Linked DNA regions of Sus scrofa: regions 1 and 3 are each linked to region 2. The links are chromatin contacts, called in public Hi-C maps. All regions are on one chromosome and are shown on one strand. The core of a region is the stretch at or near the end of the contact, and the rest is flanking DNA. Distances in the headings are between cores, read along the strand shown.

Evidence for each region. Hi-C and Micro-C count contacts between places; a contact is called where the count stands out from the background.
Region 1: a contact with region 2 is called in a Hi-C map of liver, with 6 times the contacts expected there. The contact joins two enhancer-like sites. A contact is called at or near these places in 1 of 47 Hi-C or Micro-C datasets (liver) and 1 of 2 datasets of contacts at active chromatin or transcription factors (alveolar macrophages).
Region 3: a contact with region 2 is called in a Hi-C map of liver, with 1.6 times the contacts expected there. The contact joins two enhancer-like sites. A contact is called at or near these places in 3 of 47 Hi-C or Micro-C datasets (liver and skeletal muscle) and 1 of 2 datasets of contacts at active chromatin or transcription factors (alveolar macrophages).

What each region holds. Positions count from the first base shown.
Region 1 is chr1:29,712,652-29,715,351 of Sscrofa11.1, forward strand. It overlaps a transcript of SGK1 not described here. Among named protein-coding and RNA genes, the nearest start is that of SGK1, 34 kb to the right of the region's middle. Within about 2 kb of position 1,325, at least 8 of the 83 cell types and tissues checked have an H3K27ac peak or open chromatin away from gene starts, as enhancers often do. A contact at or near this core is called in liver, where this site is marked.
Region 2 is chr1:29,256,700-29,259,399 of Sscrofa11.1, forward strand. No RefSeq gene overlaps it. Among named protein-coding and RNA genes, the nearest start is that of ALDH8A1, 200 kb to the left of the region's middle. Within about 2 kb of position 1,287, at least 4 of the 83 cell types and tissues checked have an H3K27ac peak or open chromatin away from gene starts, as enhancers often do. A contact at or near this core is called in liver, where this site is marked.
Region 3 is chr1:29,591,305-29,594,004 of Sscrofa11.1, forward strand. No RefSeq gene overlaps it. Among named protein-coding and RNA genes, the nearest start is that of SGK1, 160 kb to the right of the region's middle. Within about 2 kb of position 1,362, at least 6 of the 83 cell types and tissues checked have an H3K27ac peak or open chromatin away from gene starts, as enhancers often do. A contact at or near this core is called in liver, where this site is marked.

The DNA of each region.
Region 1 (2,700 bases), core at 75-2,574, 460 kb after region 2:
CTCCTGGTCTTTTTTTTAATTAAGCTATAGTTGATTTACAATGTTGTATCAATTTCCACTGTACAGCAAACAGCAAAGTGACCCACTCATATTTTTCCTTGTATTATCTTCCATGATGTTCTATCATAGGATATTGAATATAGTTCCCTGTGCTGAACAGTAGGATGTTTTCCAAATTTTTAACACATTTAGTTCTGACAATTTTTGCTTGCTTTTTGATGTTTTGGTCAGGGTATAGGCACGTGGAGGTGCCTACTCTGCCATTTTGCTGCTGTCACCTATCTGGATAAGATTTTAAAGGTTAACTTGTCCATAGTTCCTTTCTCCCCAAAAAGGAGTCAGAAAGAGTACCCAGGGGTTGCTCTGAGGATTAAGAAATGAGATCCTTAATGTGTCTGGCCCATTGTCAACACTCCTTAAAAACAGCATTAGCAGGGAGTTTCCGTTGTGGCTCGGTAGTTAAAGAAACCAACTAGTATCCATAAGAATGTGGGTTTGATCCCTGGCCTCGAAAACTGGGTTAAGGATCCAGCATTGCCATGAGCTGTGGCATAGATTGCAGACACAGCTTGGATCCTGTGTTGCTATGGCTGTGATGTAAGCTGGCAGCTATAGCTCCAATTTGACCCCTAGCCTGGGAACCTCCGCATGCTGCAGCTTCAGCCCTGAAAAGACAAAAGACAAAAAAATATATTATTACCAATTATTATACTGAAATATAGTGTGACTTGAAATGCTCGCTTTTCTAAGTTGAGGAAAACATCGATACTGGATTGCACTGGTCTTTACTTCCTTTCATAAGACTGCTAAGGATTGTACCATTCCTACTCTTCCTTTCTCAGTAGCCGTCTCTTGCCTTTGAATATTTGGAATGTCTGTCTTATTCTTAGCCAAACTCTGGATCCACCGCTATATTTCTTAAATGTTATAGGACCTCTATAAGGAATGATAAAACACAAACTCAGTTCACGTAAGGATGCCCTAAAGCCTACTGCAAAATTAATGGAAAAGAAAATACAGAGAAAGAAAAGGCACATGTAAAGTTGCGTATGGAAAATACCTGCAAAGGGAAACAACTCATGCAGGATCTTCTTGGAACACTCACAGACTCACATTGTTATTCTGCTTACTTCCCAGAAGTTAAGATTGCAAGTGATCTGGCTGGGATCAGAACCTGCACCTCTTAAAGCTGAAATTTAGTATTTGGTAAAACTATCTACTTCTGCACATGTTATATAGATGTTTTTCATTCCCTGGACAGTCTCCCACTTATTTCTCCATGGGCCTAATGACCTACCCACTGAATACCAAAGAGATGTTGGATAAAGAATCATTGTCAAGATGGATGATTAACTTGGCTAAACACGAACACAGTTTCGCAATGGAAACCTTCCATCTCTGCCATTCAAAACTTTGTAAAAGATGTATTCATGGTGGTTTTGCTTATGCAAAAAATGCATTTCATAATTGTCAGGTATTGTTTTTAACATATGTTTCATATCAGATACAAAGAAAGGTCAAATGAGCTGGAAAAAAAAAAATGCTGGCCAGATCTGCTGTGAATGTGTCTTCCAGCACATCTGGGAACCTCTGTAAAAAATTAACTCAACATTCTGGACTCCTGGGATGGCCAGATTATTAACTGTTTTTGCAGAAGCACTCTGTGCAAGCCAAGGCATATAAGAAATATTTTTAGACCTGTAGACCATTAAATACTGTACAGTTCACCTACGGCATGAGAAAAACAGCAGGCATTTAAATGGAGACGTCTAGTTCCATTCACAGAGGAAAAATTAAACCATGCATGTGTGGGCAATGGCATTTGACAATTTAGACTCTATGGTTAACGTGTTGTTGGAAGACTGGATATCAGATTTTTTTTTCCATTAAAAGAGAATTACACATTAATAATTATAACATAGAGCAAATTATAATCACACTGGCCTTGAATCTGACATAGTTTCTGTGCAGGAAAGCAACATAAACATTTCTCCTAGAACCTCACACAAAACCCTGATCCATATTTCTATTTTTTTTTTTTTCTTCTCCTGTCAAATACTTTTTGGGAGGTAAGCTCAGGAAGAAAAATACTAAGAAGTATATTGTCATTTGAGATGAAAGATATCTGAAACATTCCTCTTTTTCCCAGAAAGCCTAGGAGTGGGTGTTTGTTTATAGTTTAACTTAGGCCTGGGAATCATTCTTTAAATTACCTTTAGGTAGTACTATGACCCTGAAATAGCCATATTTAGTTTCTTCCCTGTACCCAGTAGATAAATACCGCCTAACATATGTTAACTTTTTCCTTTTTTTTTTTTTTTTTTTTTTTTTTGCTTTTTAGGTTTACCCTGCGGCATATGGAGGTTCCCAGACTAGGGGTCGAATTGGAGCTACAGCTGCCGGCCTACAGTCACAGCCACAGCAACATGAGATCCAAGCCACGTCTGTGACCTACAGCACAGCTCACAGCAGTGCCAGATCCTTAACCCACTGAGAAAGGCCAGGGATCGAACCCCCAACCTCATGGTTCCTAGTCGAACTTGTTTCCACTGCACCACAATAGGAACTCCCCATGTTGCTTTTTTTTTTTTTTTTTTTGTCTTTTGTCTTTTTTTTTGTTGTTGTTGTTGTTATTGTTGCTATTTCTTGGGCCGCTCCCGCAGCATATGGAGGTTCCCAGGCTAGGGGTTGAATCGGAGC
Region 2 (2,700 bases), core at 37-2,536:
ATTTAAAATCTTCCTGTGATCAAAATCCTAGGCCCAGACTTTCTCATAGGTGAGATCAAGGTGCTGGTAATTCCAAACGTAAACTCTTTCAGAGAGGAGAAAAAGAGGAAGCACTTGTCAATTCACTTTATAAGTCCAGTACAACCTTGATGCCAAAACCAGACAAGAGCAGTATGAGAAAAAAAATGTATTCAAAGAAATGATTAAACATCGGGCAAAATTCTGAAACAAAGTATCAGCTGTCAAAATTTAGCCATTGACTAGAAAAAAAAAATCACAGCCAAGCTAACAAATCTAGGGCCAGCTTAGCAGGTTAAAGGGGTGTAGGAGGCGGGAGAGAAATACGGTCACTCTGCCGTCGTAGAACAAACATTTGATGAAGTTACACGCCAGGTCATGGCTTCACAAATAAGCAAACACAGCTTCTGGCAATAATAGGAAGATCATCTCTACCTTAACCAGAAAAGGGGAATCTAAAATATTTTATTTATTTTTCAGAGATCTGGAAGCTAACCCAAAATGAGCTTTCTTCCTTAATAGAAGGACGAGGGAAGGTTGTTAATATTTAAGCCTTCTTTTTGCTCCATTGCATGTACGAATGTGTGCGTATGTGTACAGATGTGAATATATACAACCGCCCAGAGCCAAGAATGTGTGTTCTGGAGGAACGCTGCTAAATTAAAATCCTAGGATTGCATGATTTAGGGCAAATTTCCTAACTCCCCCGTGCCTCAGTTTTCTCAGCTGTAAAATGGTCAGGAAAACACCTCATTGGGTTGTTGTGAGAATTAAATAAATACATACATGTGAGGCGCGTAGGAAAATGCTTGACAGATTGTAAACCCTCAATATATGTATTAGTGGCTATGGTGATTTTTTTTTTTTTTGGTACTAAAATGTCTCCTTTATATTTTTCCTATATTTTCCAAGTTTTCTACTATATTCTACTTTTATAAAAAGAGCTGTTTTATTTATTTATTTATTTATTTATTTATTTATTTATTTATTTATGCTTTTCAGGGCTGCACCTCCTGCAGCATATGGAGGTTCCCAAGCTAGGGGTCAAATCGAAGCTGCAGCCGCCAGCCTATGCCACAGTCACAGCAATGCCAGATCTGAGCTGTGTCTGTGACCTACACCACAGCTAATGGCAATGCCAGATCCTTAACCCACTGAGCGTGGCCAGGGATCGAACTTGTATCCTCATGGACACCAGTTGTGTTCACTACCACTGAGCCACAACAGGAACTCCTAAAAAGAGCTATTTTAAACAGACACCCGCTCCCCCCCTCACAAAAGCTCAAGACCTTTGATCTGAGTTGCCTCATATGCTGCCCTGGAAGGTTGGGTTGTAGCAAACCAGCACTTTTTTTGTTTTGTTTTGTTTAATGGCCACACGCACGGCATATGGAACTTACTGGGACAAGGATTGAATCTGAGCCGCAGCTGTGACCTATGCCACAAGTGCAGCAACATTGAACCCTTTAACCCACTGTGCTGGGCTTGGGATCAAACCCATGCATCCACAGTGACCCGAGCCACTATAGTTGGATTCTTAACCCACTGCACCACAGCAGGAACAAAACATCATTTCTGAGCGCTCTACTCTCATCTGTCAGGGTACCTCTGCTAGCTACTTCTCCTATAACAGGAGGGTTGAAGCCTTGCTCTGACCACATGTTATCACCCCATAACTGTCCACTGTGAGCCGTGGTGACTCCAGTGACAAAGGAAAGGCTCTTTCTGATCCTGCTGAGACTAAGATGCCCCTGACTCACCCATGGAACTTCCTAACCAAGCATGTTCACCCTCTGTTCCTGAACACTGATTTGCCAGGTCAAAGAGTGCTTGCAAATTTGTCCTGCTGACAGGCACCTGGCTTGGGAACAGTGCTTTATTCTGTTTTCACTCAGCCTTTCCCCACATCCTGACACAGGCAGCCCTGAGCTGGTGGATTCTAATGGTATGCAGCATTTCCTAACGAATTTTAATCAATTTTCCCAATTGTTCAGGAAATGTTCTAGGTTAGAGAAAGAGGACATGATGGGAAGCTAATAACATTCCCTGTTCTCAGAAGTTTAGATTTTCATATAGGAAGATAGAAGAAAATACATAGGGTAATTATAGAGTATAGTAAGTTGTCTTAAAGGGAAAGTGCAGAGTTCTCTTGTGGCTCAGTGGGTTAAAGGCCTGGCTTTGTCACTGCTATGGCACAGGTTCTATCCTGAGCCCAGGAACTTCCAAATGCTGCAGGCACAGCTAAAAAAAAAAAAAAAAAAAAGAAGAAGAAGAAGAAGAGGAATTCCCTTCATGGCACAGTGGTTAATGAACCTGACTAGGATCCATGAGGATGTGGGTTTGATCCCTGGCCTCGCTCAGTGGGTTAAGGATCCCATGTAGCTGTGGGCTGTGCTTTAGGTTGCAAACACGGCTTGGATCCTGCATTGCTGAGGTTTAGGTGGCAGCTGTAGCTCTGATTCAATTCAACCCCTAGACTGGGAATTTCCATAAGCCACAGGTATGGCCCTACAAAGTGAAAGGAAAAAAAAAGAAGAAATAAATGAGGTGATATGACAGAGTGATGGGAGAGGGGGCTTCAGACAGGTGCCCAGGGACAGCTGTGCTGAGCAGGTGATGTTATAGTGGAGACTCTGAGATCAGAGGAAGTATTTTATGCAAAGAATAGCAGTGAATGTCTTC
Region 3 (2,700 bases), core at 112-2,611, 330 kb after region 2:
GCTGGATCCTTAACACCCTGTGCCACAGGGGAACGTCCTATATTCTTTTCCTTAAAGAAGACCTTTACCAAGTCAACAGTGTTTGAAATACTTGTAAAGAAACTAAGTATTCTAACTAGTCTGACTAACCTTTCAGCCTCTCAGCCCTACCCAGCCCATATATATAGTGTCAGAATCAGATGTTACAGTGGAGAATCTGACCAGTGGTAATTTCCACTAGGAGTAGGTCTTTTTTTTTTTCCTAATGACTTGTCCATGTTGAACATTTTGATGCCATGAAAACATTGAGAAATTCCCCTTTCCCCACCCCCAAACCTCCACCCCAGTAGTTTTCCTTTCCACACATGCCTCTTCATTTCCTGATTCTGGTCTGGGCTTGAAGCAAAGCTACCTGAATCCAGCCAGAAAAGCTGTTATTATGATAGTTTTGGCCTAACAGGGGCAGGAAATACCAATAACCTTATGTGAGCTATTCCCCAATGAAGAGCCAACCTGAATGCATAATATGGAGCCCTTGCATAATTCAGATGATGCTCCGATAAGGTCTAGACAATTGGGAACACCTTCCCTTCTTTCTAATCCTTGGAGGCCACTGGGTAGGTATGGATCCCCCACAAGGAAATGCTGAAATAGGAGGCTGTAATAACAGGTTTTAATTTTTGTACATGCAAGCCCCCAAGAAGTAACAAATAACATTTCTATTAGGAAAATTGTTCCAAATGCTAACTTAACTGTCAAATGGATAGGAAAAAAAAAAAAAAAAGATTGCCAACAAAAACGTAGAAGTCTTGGTCTTAGTCCTTGAGAATGAAGGACTATTAGATTTGCTGCCCAGTCCTTCCACAATTATGCATGTTCATTTCAATCAGGCTGTGAGGTAAAACAAAGTAGAGTTCCTTTCCCTGGTGCATTGTAAGGAAGAAATAAAGAAAAGGAGAGAGAGAGATATTTACCCAGGAAACTGCGTGATCTTCCCACCAAGACCATAAGCCCATTTATAAAACACATACAGCACATACAACATCCCATGATATGATCCATCTTTCTTTCAGTGAAATATAATACTAACAAACTGATGTTATCAATATCTGGGTTATAAAGTTGGCAGCTTTTGGAGATCCTGTGAAATTGAATTGTTATGATCATTACACAACTACAGATGTGATACATTCATTTGAGTAATAAAAAAATAAAAATAAAAATAAATAAAGTTTTCAGCTTTAATCCTGTTCTTCAACTGTACCTTAAGCCTCTAAACGTGGGTGTTTATGATAACCTAGTTCTTACTCCTACCCGGAGCACTTTTGACATTGCTCTTGTTGTTTGCAGTCTTTGTTTGCCAGTCCTGTTTACTGTGCTCAGAATAGCATTCAAGAGAAACAAACACTGTAGAATTTGCATTGGCCTTGTTGTGACCTGCCTGATGACTCGCCTTCACTCTACCAACCCATGCTTTCCCAGCTCTGCCACCAGGGTATTTTTCCCCCAATTAATTGGAGAACACTGTTTACCTGGACTCAAGTACATGTCTGGGCTGGGCTGTTGGAACTGCCTTGGGGAAGAGCACGAAGGCAGGCCTGTAGGTAGCTGGCCCTCTCCCTAAAGTCTAGAGACAGTAGGGCATGAGATTTTCAAAACAACTTCCTCTTCGGAAAGCTTGAGGATTTTTGGTTTGTTTTGTTTTGTTTTTTCTTTTTCTTTGAATGGTTACCTCTGAACATAATGACTTCTATTTGCTTAGCTCCCAAATATTCTATGACCATTTAGGATGGTCACAAACAGAGACAGTGGAATTGGTCAGAAGGATGCTGGATGACCCCGCTCTTTCCTGCAAAGTCCTTCACACAGAATAAGAGCCCAGCTCTGTGTCTGTCAATAGGTAATTAAATGAATGAATGAACACACTAAAGAAATAGAATACGTAGCTCAGCTTTACTGGGAATGAGGGCCTGCCAACCCCAAAGGCTCACTTAGGCAAGAGCCTGCTAATTCTAAAAGCATGGTAGTTGGATGAGTTTCCTGGCACTGATTAAGCCCCACCAAACAACCCAGGTTGGAGGTTAAGGGCGTGACCCTTCTTCATTGTATTATTGCTAAATCAGTATGCATATTTTGACCCTCAATTCTACTGAAATCTGTTATCTGTTTTATAAATGATTCTTGCTCCTGGCCACTGTTCCTCTACCCACCCACCACCAACCTTTTAGCCTTTTGACTATTCATTTCAATCTCTTCCCAAATTAAAAGGATTAGGGAGGAGCCTTAAAACCAGTTTTTCTCTTAACTGAACACTCCTATGAAAATGAGACCAGGAAATGAGGGCGAGGGAAAAGGTAAAAAGAAGTTGAAAAGCTTGTGTGATCCCAATCCTACTAGAAGGGATAATCTAAACCTAGTGATGGGGAGGCGGGGTGAAATGGAGAACAAACATTAAGAAAGGAACTTCACTGCTTTACAAGTAAATAACAAACCCACACTGAAGGGGGTGGGGAACAAGAGCATTAACCTGAGTGACTCCGGGGAAATAGTATTTTATCTGTATACTAACAGTTTGTATTCAACTATGTACACATATACACTGCATCTCTCAGGGGGTGTGGGTTAGCAATCCTGAAACTGTCTTATGTTGAACCAAAAGTAAATCTACAGTGGATAATAAAAGAAAGGTTTCTCACTGTTGGAAAAGAAGAGTTACAAATT